Linked DNA regions of Rattus norvegicus: region 1 is linked to region 2. The links are chromatin contacts, called in public Hi-C maps. All regions are on one chromosome and are shown on one strand. Each heading gives the region's core, a stretch centred on a gene start, on an enhancer-like site or on the middle of the called end of the contact. The rest is flanking DNA. Distances are from core to core; before and after follow the strand shown. Region 1 overlaps Egfr (epidermal growth factor receptor). Region 2 has its middle 14 kb from the start of Sec61g.

What was found. A called contact is a pair of places that touch in the nucleus more often than the background predicts.
Region 1: a contact with region 2 is called in a Hi-C map of the A7r5 cell line, with 4 times the contacts expected there. The contact joins two enhancer-like sites. A contact is called at or near these places in 3 of 12 Hi-C or Micro-C datasets (the A7r5 cell line, liver and mammary epithelial cells).

The regions. Positions count from the first base shown.
Region 1 is chr14:95,437,561-95,443,861 of GRCr8, forward strand. The region is part of intron 1 of Egfr (epidermal growth factor receptor); the gene reads left to right. Among named protein-coding and RNA genes, the nearest start is that of Egfr, 62 kb to the left of the region's middle. Within about 2 kb of position 2,006, at least 11 of the 93 cell types and tissues checked have an H3K27ac peak or open chromatin away from gene starts, as enhancers often do. A contact at or near this core is called in the A7r5 cell line, where this site is marked.
Region 2 is chr14:95,130,649-95,136,903 of GRCr8, forward strand. No RefSeq gene overlaps it. Among named protein-coding and RNA genes, the nearest start is that of Sec61g, 14 kb to the left of the region's middle. Within about 2 kb of position 2,428, at least 24 of the 93 cell types and tissues checked have an H3K27ac peak or open chromatin away from gene starts, as enhancers often do. A contact at or near this core is called in the A7r5 cell line, where this site is marked.

The DNA.
Region 1 (6,301 bases), core at 756-3,255, 310 kb after region 2:
CTTTTACCTACATAGGCACTGGCCCGCCTCAAATGCCAGGTCTTGGAAGGGCCCCGTGACTCCTGTGTATTTGTTCAAAGTACTTTGCTGTACTCTGTAAAGTGGGAGCATCCCCTCCCTTAGCAGGTATCCCCTAGCACGATGTCCCAGAACTCGTCAAAAAGCGAATACCAGCATCACAGTAGCTGTGTGTCACGTGCCCCAAAATACGGGCTATTAAAAATAAATTATCTGGGTCTTTCATTGCCTCCTGGTTCCCACACTGATCATTTTATTGCTGAGGAAAGTTTGCTCAGAGTCATTTCACAGACCTAGTGGTCGGGAACCCCCAAACCAGAGCATTCTCACAGCCAGCCGCAGACGCTTGGAGACTTCACAAGGTTATGGCTACACACTCTGTGGTAACCTAAAAGAGGGGGTTGGAGAGAGAAAGAGAAGGAGGGAGACACGGAGATGGAGGAAAGGGAGGAAGAAGGCGTGGCATGGTGAGGGGTAGGGGTGGGGCTGGGGGTGGGGGTGGGGGGATGATTCTGCTGGCTTAGAGGAAAAGAGCCCTTGAAAGACACACCACTTGAGTATGGGAAAAAGTGAAGCCGTGGCTTTTCTGTGAGCCAGCTCCTTCCTGGCAGGAGCTTGGACTAAAACCAAGCATAGCAGAGTTTTCTGTTTTAATGGGAGCGGCAGCACAGTGGTTCGCCCTTCCCTCTTCTCCCTCGCACCTCTGTGCCTGGATTTCCTTGCCCTGCTGTCTGTCCCTGGGCTGCTGCCTGGCAGGTACGTCCAGCTGGCCGCTGACAGTCCAAGCTCAGGACTGGACGCTGGCTCTCTCTCTCTCTCTCTCTCTCTCTCTCTCTCTCTCTCTCTCTCTCTCTCTCTCTCTCTCTCTCTCTCTCTTTACACCCGACCCGGTTCCAGCCGCTCTGTGTCCCTTTGCACATGTTGCTGTCAGTATATGTCTTTGTCTTGCAGGCAGGAAATAGAAAGCCATGTTTTAGACTATTCAGGAAGTCATCCAGAGTTATAATGGCCCATTATCTGATGGCCAGAGTTTACTTAGCCTCTTTACTATTTCACTGCGCTACTGAGACCTGAGCATACAGCCTATCCCCACCCCACCCCACCCCTACCCGTCATCACTACGCGTGCGCAGATTAGAACCACCTCCCACCCCCACCTTCTGCAGCGGGTGCCCTGGGCCCAGACCCATAAGCCAGATTCAGTCTTCATATTCAGTGTTTCGATTTTTATTTTCAATCTTGCCACTGGAACACGTGCTCTCTGCTTCTTAACTCATCATTTCTCATTGAATTGGCCAACATCAACAGAGGTGTTCACTTAGCACCAGCTGGTTGTACTGGTCCCTACCGGGTTACACTGTTAAAGGATGGTTCTCAGAAATGTGAGTTCTGGCCGTAGATACTGTGCAGAAGGAAAAAGCAGGAGCCTTCCGTCACCGAAGCTTGGCCCGCATGCAATACATTTAAAACGTGTAGTGAAATGTTTTATGGACACCAAGGATTTGTGATTCCTAGAAGCAAAAATAAGCTCTAACTTTGATGGAAAAGAGAGTCTGTACTTTCTAACATGCCATTTGGGGTGGTGTGACGGGTTGGAAACCTCCCAACTTGGTTTATCCGGACGAACAAGCATGCACCCAGTTAAGGCCAACCTCCCCGGCACATTCTTGCTCTGGGCAGACCTGAGTTGAGTCACACAGCACAGGGAAGCATCCGCAGCCCAGAAAATAGTGTCCTCCCTTCTATTGAGTTTCTTTCCTTAGAGGCAACAGATGGTAGAGCTCCCAGGGAAATGGAAGAAAAAGAAATCATCTTATTTTCCAATCCGTGTTCTACTGCAACCTACAGCTAACTGAAGGTAGGGTAGACTTGGGGAGGGGCTCTAGTACAGAAAACTCGCGGAAGCGTCTGCAGTCCAGTGTGGAAAAGATGGGTAGCAGGTTTTAGGAGGATACGGCTGGAAGCTTCAGAACGCAGGCGCACACAGCATAACCAATAGAAATCCACCAGTGTGCAGTCCTCACGCCTGCATGCACAGCACCCTGCTAATGAAGCCCTGGCCACACTTAGAGTTCTTCAGATTACATGGGGGTAATTTCGGAGTAATTTTAAAGTCAACCGCCAGGCATCTGTGCTTGTAAATTAAATGCCTGGCACATGATTGCGCTGAGGTAATAGTTCATTACAATACAAATTACAGGGGTGTTCCAGTGACCATGCGACCTTTGCAGTCATCTTGACTTTGCCTGTGATTACTGGGGGCAGTGTCCTCCATTCTGCTAATGGAATTTACTCATGTTATCAACCCCATTGCTGACAATGCTTTCTCTCTCTCTCTCTCTCTCTCTCTCTCTCTCTCTCTCTCTCTCTCTCTCTCTCTCATCCTTTAGCTCCAAAGCCATCCCTCTCTGGAAGTTGACCGACTTGCCTTCCAGGTCGCTCTGTTTTTATTACCCCACTTTGCCAGCATTTCTGTCTCTATTTATTTATTTGTTTATTTAGCTGAATTTTAATTGCAGGATACAAAAATAGCCTCTCTCTCTCTCTCTCTCTCTCTCTCGCAGAGTTCAACAATTGTCCATCCCCACCCCCCAAAAAGATACTGTAAAAGGCTAAGGACTCTCTCTCAGACCCAGAGTTCCTGCCAACACTGTCACAGCTAGGGAGAGAGACCCTTCCAGATTGTTGTTCTGTGGACATGACATAGAAATATCTTCAAATTAAAAATAGAATCTGTTTTAAATATATTTCATACAGATTTAAGTTCATAGGATGCACACTGTTAGACGCCCATTTTTCAAACAATTTCATTTTAGCTGAGACTTTTCCAAGTGGTAGTACATATAAATCAGCTTCCTTTATATAGTGGCTGCCTCAGCTTCCACACAGCTGTCAGTAACGGGGACTTAGATTGTTCTGGAATTTTTAGCTAGTGCACCAAGCACTTTAAGTGGCCCTGTTTGCACAAACTTCCTGGGCACACTTAAGTAAGATTTGTAGGTCACACCTAAAAGGGAAGAGTCTGATACTGAAAAAAAAATTTAAATAAATTTTGCTATAATTTTTAATTATTTACAGGTGCTGTCATATGCATCTAGACTCGAAATGGACATTTTTTTTTCCTTTCTGCGATGTGTCCTTGCATTTCTGAAGGACTTGAAAAGCTAACCAGATGGAAGAAATTATGCCATTTTACCCTACATGTTTCACGGCGTGCATCTCTCAACACTGATTTCTTTCTTCTGTAATCACAATACCATTATCACACTTTAAAAATTATCACACTTTTCCTGAGTCATCTTCAACTAGTCTGGTTCACATAGACATGGCTGTCTCACAAGCATTCTTTTTTACATATTGTATATAAACCATGATCTACAAACGTTAAGCACACATCTCGCCTTTCTCCAATGTGTTGAAACCAGTGTTCCTGGTGGCACGGTGGCTTCATGGTGCTTTCCGATGTCTCTGAGCTTCCAGGCTTCCTGTTGCCTACCGCCCACAGCTGCTCAGAGTGTTGCCTCCACTAGGCTTTCCCTGTGAGCCTGGATACATCTGTACTGAGGCTGACTGCTCAGCCCGTACCCCAAGAATCCCATTCACTGGGGGTCCAGACTTGGCAGTGGGGATACGATACTTCAGGGTCTTCTCAGACATTCTCAGCTCTGATGCCTTTCCTCTATCATTAAAAGAAATTTTAGATACTTCTAAGACACAAAACTTTCAACATAGTGGGATGTAGGCCAACTCAAGAGTTTACCACCAACTCAGGTCACAAAACCAAGAAACCCTTCATAGCCACCTGTCCCTTTGGCTCTCAGAGCTAGGTTTTCTCCAGTATTTAATGTACAGCTTTTCTAGAATATTCTGTTTTACATAAGATTCATATACAAGAGCTAAATAAAAGGTAAAACAACACAAAAGCACCTAAGACCACAGAAAGCTCACAGTTCACTAAAAATCATTAACCCTGGAACCTGAAAGATCATCTAGTTTCTTTTTGTTTCCCATCTTTATTAAATTGGGTATTTCTTATTTACATTTCAAGTGTTATTCCCTTTCCCAGTTTCCATGCCAACATCCCCTAACCCCTCCCTCACATTCTATATGGGTGTTCACCTCCCAATCCTCCCCCCATTACTGCCCTTACCCCAAGAATCCCATTCACTGAGGGTCCAGACTTGGCAGGACCCAGGGCTTCCCCTTCCACTGGTGCTCTCACTAGGCTATTCATTGCTACCTATGCAGCTGGAGCCCAGGGTCAGTCCATGTATAGTCTTTGGGTAGTGGCTTAGTCCCTGGAAGCTCTGGTTGCTTGGCATTGTTGTTCATATAGGGTCCTGAGCCCCTTCAGCTCCTTCAGTCCTTTCTCTGATTCCCTAAATTGGGATCCCGTTCTCAGTTCAGTGGTTTGCTGCTGGCATTCGCCTCTGTATTTGCTGTATTCTGGCTGTGTCTCTCAGGAGAGATCTACACCCGGCTCCTGTCAGCCTGCACTTCTTTGCTTCATCCATCTTATCTAATTGGGTGGCTGTATATGTATGGGCCACATGTGGGACAGGCTCTGAATGGGTTCTCCTTCTGCCTCTGTTCTAAACTTTGCCTCCCTATCCCTTCCCAAGGGTATTCTTGTTCCCCTTTTAAAGAAGGAGTGAAGCATCTGCATTTTGGTCAACCTTCTTGAGTTTCGTGTGTTCTGTGTATCTAGTTTCTTAAAACCCTCCGTGATTAGCCTGAGCTAAAGGCTAGATAGAACTTGATGCAGGGACCCAAGATGCAAGCTGTGGCAAACCTCACACATCTAAAAAGTCTTTTGTAAGCAATAAGACGTTTAAAATGTAACTTTACAAGAGACTTTATTTTTTAGTTCACTGTATGCATCTGTCTGTGAGTGGATAGTATATGTGTTGATACAGAAGACAGAAGAGGACATGGATCCTCTCAAGCTGGATTTGCAGATTGTGAACCAGTGGACATTGCTATAGGACTGGAACTTGGGCCCTCTGCAAGAGCCATGCATACTCTTAATTACTGAGCCAGATTAAAGTATAATCTTAAAAAAAATCTTTTGGCTGGGGATTTAGCCCAGTGGTAGAGCGCTTACCTAGGAAGCGCAAGGCCCTGGGTTCGGTCCCCAGCTCCGAAAAAAAGAACCAAAAAAAAAAAAAAACTTTTATTTTTTATTTATTTATTTTTCTGTAGAAGAAGGCATCCTAGCTTGCAGAATGAGGTCAGTGAATTGTGAAATACTCATACGTGCTAGAGAAAGTTTTTTTGGTCAATTTTTGGGGTTTTTTGCTTGTTTTTTTTTTTTTAACTTTGCAAAACTTGAACATGCAGTTCAAAGACTCTAGCAGGGAAGTTTATAAAACACAGAACATACTTGGGTTTATGAGGTTTCTTTAAACGAGAGATTTGAAAGTGTATATGCTTTTCCCCCATGGGAGGCACTGTTTACTATTTGAATATGATTTCATCTGACTTCAGCAACTGCCAAATTCTGTTCCTAAAATGGCTGTGTACCCATATCATAACTTGGTCATATTTTAGCCCTGATCTCTAGTTTAAACACCATTTCTCGTTCTCCAACAGCACGAAGGAAAGGGCCCTCAGTCTATCAAAGCAAAGCTTCTGCTTTAAAAGCGTCAGCAAAGCCAGGAAGAAGAGCCAGGTAGACAAACAGCTCTACTGTAACTGGCTATTAAGTCCTGGGGAATGTAAAAAATAACAATGACTATCTTGAAAGGTCCGATGATAGTCGTTCCTGATGCAGAGAGAGAGGTGTGGGCTGAGGAACTGGTAGCAGCCACAGAAGGTGAGGGAAAGGAACAGCTACAGGAGGCAGATGGTTATCTGTGTCCCCTCCAGCCTCCTTTGCTTTACATACTTCTTTCTTGTCACCTGCTACAGAACAGATCAAAAATTCCATTATTTGGATAACAATATTTCTTAAGTCTGGTGGTCACCAGGAACTATGAAGGCGCATGCACAACAGAGAGCGCATGCTCAACAGAGGGCGCATGCTCAACAGAGGGCGCATGCTCAACAGAGGGCGCATGCTCAACAGAGGGCCCATACTATAGGCCAGATCTTCAGCCTCTGAGAATTTCTCACAAAGTGGGGACATTCTTAAGATATGCATTGCTTTGCCAAACTCTGTGTGTGTGTGTGTGTGTGTGTGTGTGTGTGTGTGTGTGTGTGTGTGTGTGTGTGTGTGTGTACATGTGTGAACGAACATATATTTATGTGTACATGGTGTGTGGGGGTGTGTATGTTTGCATGTG
Region 2 (6,255 bases), core at 1,178-3,677:
TGGTCTCTGCAGATTCTGTCTCCCCTTAGTTGGGTATTTCACCTAATGTCATCCCCTGGGAACCTCTTACTTTCCTGGCATTTGGGACTTTTTGGGCCTATACCCAGTTCCCCATCCAATTTCCTGAACAGAACACCAAAGGCCCAGGCTCTAAGATCAACTATAGACAAATGGGATCCCATAAAATTGCAAAACTTCTGTAAGGCAAAGGAAACTGTCATCAGGACAAAATGGCAACCTACAGATTGAGAAAAGATCTTTTCTAATCCTATATCCGATATCGGCTAATATCCAATATATATTAAGAACTTAAGAAGTTAGACTCCAGAAAACCAAATAACCCTAGTTAAAAAATGGGTTACAGAGTTAAACAAAGAATTCTTAACTGAGGAGTCTTGAATGGCTGTGAAGCACCTAAAGAAATGTTCAACAGGTTGGGGATTTAGCTCAGTGGTAGAGCAAGGCCCTGGGTTCTGTCCCCAGCTCAAAAAAATGTTCAATATCTTTAGACATCAGGGAAATGTAAATCAAAATAACCTTGAGATTCCACCTCACACTAGTCAGAATGGCTAAGATCAAAAATTCAGGTAGATGCTGGTGAGAAGAAAGAGGCACACCCCTCCTTTGCTGGTGGGATTGTAAGTTGGTACAACCACTCTGGAAATCAGTCTGGCAGTTCCTCAGAAAATTGGACATAGTTCCACCTGAGGACCCAGCTACAGCATTCCTGGGCATATACCCAAAAGACGCTCCAACATATAACAAGGACACATGCTCCACTATGATCAGCCTTATTTTTCATAGCCAGAAGCTGGAAACAACACAGATTTCCCTCAACAGAGGAATAGATATAGAAAATATACATTTACACAATGGAGTACTACTCAGCTATTTAAAAAATGGCTTCATGAAATTCTTAGGCACATGGATGGAACTTGAAAATATAATCCTGAGTGAGGTAACCCAGTCACAAAAGAACACACATGGTATGCACTCACTGATAAGTGGATATTAGGCAAAAAGTTCAGAATACCCATGATACAACTCACAGAGCGTATGAAGCTCAAGACAAAGGAAGACCAAAGTGTGGATGCTTGAGTACTACTTAGAAGGAGTAACAAAATAATCACGGGAAGTAGAAGGTAGGAGGGCTTGGGAGGAAGGGGGAGGGGGCAGAACCAGGTGTGGGAGGAGATGGAGGAGGGTAGGAAATTGATCAGAAGTGTGTAGCATTCGAAGTCTTATGTTGCTGGTTGTGAGTTGTAGACACTTGTAGCTCCCTAAACGTATAACTTTTAGGAGTGTGCCTTTCATTATAACTAGTTATTGGCTTACTATGCAATGCATAACATTGTAGTTTTGGTTATTATCTGTCTTAGTTAGGTTAGTATTTCTGTGGTGAAACACCATGACCAAAAGCAAACTGGGGAGGAAAGGTTTTATGTGGCTTACATTTTCCCATCACCTTTCATAGGTGGAAGAAATTAGGACAGGAACCCAAGCAGGGCAGGGGGCGCTCCTGTAGGCAGGAGCTACTGCAAAGGCCATGGAAGAATGCTGCTTACTGTTTCCCAATGGCTTGCACAGCCATTCTTATAAAACCTGTGACCATCAGTCCAAGGGGGGTACCATCCACACCAAGCTGCACTTTGTCCCATCAGTGACTAATTAAGAAAATGTCCTACAGGCAGAGCCTTTTCTCAGTTGAGGTTTCTTCCTCTCTAAGGACTCCAGCTTGTGTCAAGTTAACATAAATCCAGCCACCACAGCAGTGGTTTACAATAGCCTATTGATTGACAGACTATGTACGTGTATAAAAAATGTCATAAACTCATCATTTTGTGTACTTAGCATAATTAGCAAACAAAAACATTATGTACATGTACTTGTGTTATTTAGTTTGAATCTTAAGACAAAAATTAAGATCCGCAGTAGGGAACGACATTAAACGTTAAAAGAACCGTGGTGATGCATGTTTTTTATATGAAGTATCTGGAAAAGACACCAGATGGCGATGTTACACCAAGAAAATGCACAGGAATGCTGTTGCTGTATCCAAACCTTCCTGGAGGCTGAAGGTGAGTCCCTAGACTGAATCCCCTCCATGCTCTTTCCCAAGTGACTTTGGAAGCCATTTCTAGACTTGGAGTTGCTATCTCCAATCAATAACTATCATTTAAATGTCTCAAGAGCACATTAAGAACGTTCTCTTTTCAGCTATCACTAATACAGTCGGAAAGTACAGCAGTTTGCTATCAGAACAATATTTGCGACCATGGACGCTCATGTCTACTGAATGTTAACTCAGTGAGTCCACTGTGAAATATCACCCTAATTTTTAAAAGTGTGTTTGAAACCCTCTAGAATACCCGATTTTGTGTTTCAGATAGTCATACATAGAGGGCAGTGCAGGATCATGAATCTCCTTACACGCTGGCGTGGGAAAGACGGAGGGACTGACTCTAAGTTTATGCGCCTCTAACAGTTTGGTCATCTATGAAGGGACACATAGTCAGGTTGTTAGGGAGAACCAAGAAACGTTCATTTACTAAGTGCTACAGACGAAAAGAAAAATGGATCCATTTCCCAAGCTATCTATTTGATTCAGAATCGTTTTCTTTAAAACATTACTTCTCAGCAATGGCAAAGATGTTTCTATCTTAATTAACTTAACTGAAGATAACTATGGTCTCTGCGGCCACCTGTAGGCGACAATAGGAAGGCATCAGAAGAAACCACAGGCAAACAAGCCAAGAGGAGGGGTACATCTTTTGTCCTCAGAGTATTCTGGTCTGTGCCACATAAAGGGACAGAGCTCATACCCTAACCATCACTGTAGGGACTTAAAGCAGTCAGTAGCAGAGTTCAGCAAAGCCAGACTGATGGACAGTGGCAAGAGAAAAATCCAGAAAAGGACCTTTGGCCTATGCATTTAAAGCCCAATTTCGATGTGATCCCTGTACTAACAGTTGCTCAGCGGCCAAGGCCAGATGATGGAATTAATGATACATTTTACTGTTTGAGTCTCTGGGCTGTGGGGCTTATGGCGCTCCAGGATACAGACTCGGCCTGCTCTGAATATTGTGCATAATTCTTTGAGCTTGTTCCCAAGTGGCTCTGAGGTCTAATTTGCTCTTCTAAAAGATGAAGGAAGCCACATCCTTCTCACGGGATTGTTGGTAAGATTAACAGATGCCCTGTGTAGGTACTGGCACTTAAGGCTTCATTATGCGATTAGCTTGTGTCCCTCGTCTCTTTTGTGGTTACCTGCAATCCTGTGACTAATTCTCTGCTTCTGAGATAAACTCCAGTGGCAAGCCTCCAAGTGAGCTCAGGGCTCTGGTCCCAAAGGTTTATAGGTATGCTCCTCGCAAGCTTTCCTCGTGTTTTCTGTCGTTCTTTTTGAATCGGGATTGAAGACTAAATTCTGCCCATTGCTTTCAGCAACAATAGTTTGCTAAATCTTCCCAAGGGGGAGCCTTTGTATGTCTGCACCCGGTGATAAACTGGAAGGTAAGAACTTCCCAAGGATATCTCAGAATCGCGTGCCTTTCTTAAACATTGGTCTCTAGGGCTTCCAATGTGCATGATTATATGCTAATCTTCATGTCCCAGCCCCTTACATATCTCAGTAGTCACCTGGGCACGGTATTATGTGGTTGCGTACACGAGTCATTAAAATGCCTCTACTCCCTCGGCTACTGTGGATTTTGACCATCCCTGCTAGGCTCGTGTTCCCAAATGTTGGTGCCAGAGGAAGACTGGTGAACTTTTAACACGTGGAGCCTAGAAGAAGGAAGTGAGGTCAGTTACGTGAAAGGCATTATGGGAGCCCATTCTCTTCCTTCGCCTCTGGTTGAATCCTGGCCTTGACATGATCCGCTTTGCTCCATAAACATATTTGTTGAATGATGCACTATCTTATCTCAGGCCTGAAGCCAGCTTATCATAGACCAAAAGTATGAGAAGCAAAACAAAACCATATAAATTGATTCTCTCACATATTTCTTACAATAAAAGGAGAGCAAATGTACTCTGTCCAACGTCATCTATGATTCTTCTTGTTTCCTTCCCCTATCACCCAGCTGGTGGCCAACCGGAAGTTCTAACCCGTCAGCTCCCATACCTTCTCCTGCCTTCAGCACTGCAGCATCCTCCTGTTTGGTTTCTCTCTGTTCATGTACCACTCTACCAGGCTTTTCTCTCCCAGGTCCAGACGTAAACTTTTAAATATGCTGCTGAATCTGGAGTCCTTCACTTTAGCTTCTCCCACAACTTCTTCTTTTTTTTTTTTTTTTCCGGAGCTGAGGACGGAACCCAGGGCCTTGCGCTTGCTAGGCAAGTGCTCTACCACTGAGCTAAATCCCCAACCCCTTCCCACAACTTCTTATTGTGGCTAACTTAAAATCTGTCCCTGTGGACCCTCCCTACTTCCCCTCATTCCCTTTCAGTCACTGTTGTCCCGTTTTTATTTTCTATTTAATACAACGCATCTTCCCACCCAAACCTCTATACTTACTTCTTTCTTTAACTGCCCATTTGTCTTCTCTTATTCCTGACTTAATTTATTTCTGTTTCCTAAATAGAGTTCTCTCTGGTTGTCCTCAATAAAATCATCCCAACTGACCCCAACCTTCTGTAAACTACTGTATGGTTTTGTTTCCTTCACAGCATTTAACGATAATAGAAAATATGCTTATTTGTTTCAGCATGAAGAAGTTGACACAAGATAAAGTTTAGTATTCAAAAGCATTCAGAGAAGAGTATATTTTGCACATGCCCTGACCCCTTTGTTAGTTATTAAAGATTAGTCTACACATATGATGGTCTTAATGCCTTAGCCACAATGCCAGTAAAAACCACTGTCTCAAGGTGTTCTATGCCTATGTAGAAGAAATATCTGTAAAGTACCTGTTTGGAGAAGTGGCTTTGTTGTTTAAAAAAAAAAAAAAAAAAGCACTGTCAAAATCTACAGAGCTTCCAGGGACTAAGCCACTACCTAAAGACTATACATGGACTGACCCTGGACTCTGTCCCCATAGGTAGCAATGAATATCCTAGTAAGAGCACCAGTGGAAGGGGAAGCCCTGGGTCCTGCTAAGACTGAACCCCCAGTGAACTAGACTATGCGGGGAGGGTGGCAATGGGGGGAGGTTTGGGAGGGGAACACCCACAAGGAAGGGGAGGGGGGAGGGTGATGTCTGTCCGGAAACCGGGAAAGGGAATAACACTTGAAATGTATATAAGAAATACTCAAGATAATAAAAAAAAAAAATCTAAACCTTACTCTCATTTATTATTAGCTGAGAGTATCAGGCATAGCCAGTTAGAACAGGAATTGGAAAATATTTGATGAATAAGCAAAAGAGAAATAGAACGAGGAACAAGAAAGGTCATGAGTGGAAAACCAAGTGAAATTTAAAAAGGTTTTACTCGTCTGAAAGTAGGCCTTGGAGCCAGTAGTGAGTGGAACCGGAGTTTCCTGCAAGCCTGTGACTGAAAGAAGCTAAAGGAGGGGTTTTAAGGTTTTCTGTACAGCAATGAAAACTCTCAATCAAGCAAAATTCTTTACCAGCCATACCTCCTTTTTTCCTTTAACTTTTATTTTAAGCAAGTCTTCCACTGAATCTAACAGCACCAATTTGGCTAGGCTGCTTAGTTTGCAAAGCCCCAGGGATCCCTGTCCTTTCCTCCCCCACACTAGAATTAGAGGTATGCTCCATTGCATCAGACTTTTTCATATTGATTTTGGGACTGAACTCCGGTCTTCAGGCCACAATGCCCATGGGCATTGTGCAATGGGTTCTCCATGGTGAGGGGTTCTTCTGAGGCTTCTCCATAGAAGACATGAGAGCCAGGGTGACCAGATTCCCAGTTTTGGAACTGTACTAAGAGACTTGATGTGCGTTGTCTCTTCCATAGCTCTTTGCTATCGGCCAGAGCTTCATGATGTCAGAGGAAGGTGTTAGATTCTTTGAGAGACATGCACAGTTACCCACAGCATGAAGAAAATCTTTATTCTGTCTTGTTTATCTGAAACTAGGATCACAGTATGTTCTGCTTGGTTTTGGCAGCAAGGGTGATAATGAGGTTGTTTCCGCTGTTACAAGGTCAACACTGCTAATGTTCATGGCATCAGGGCCAGTTTTGAACTACTTGTAAATTAAAAAGTAAAAATTACCCAGGGAAAGAGATGAGCTAAATCCGGAAGTGAATGAGTAATATCGCTGGTTGAAAGTACTCATCAAGTACCTG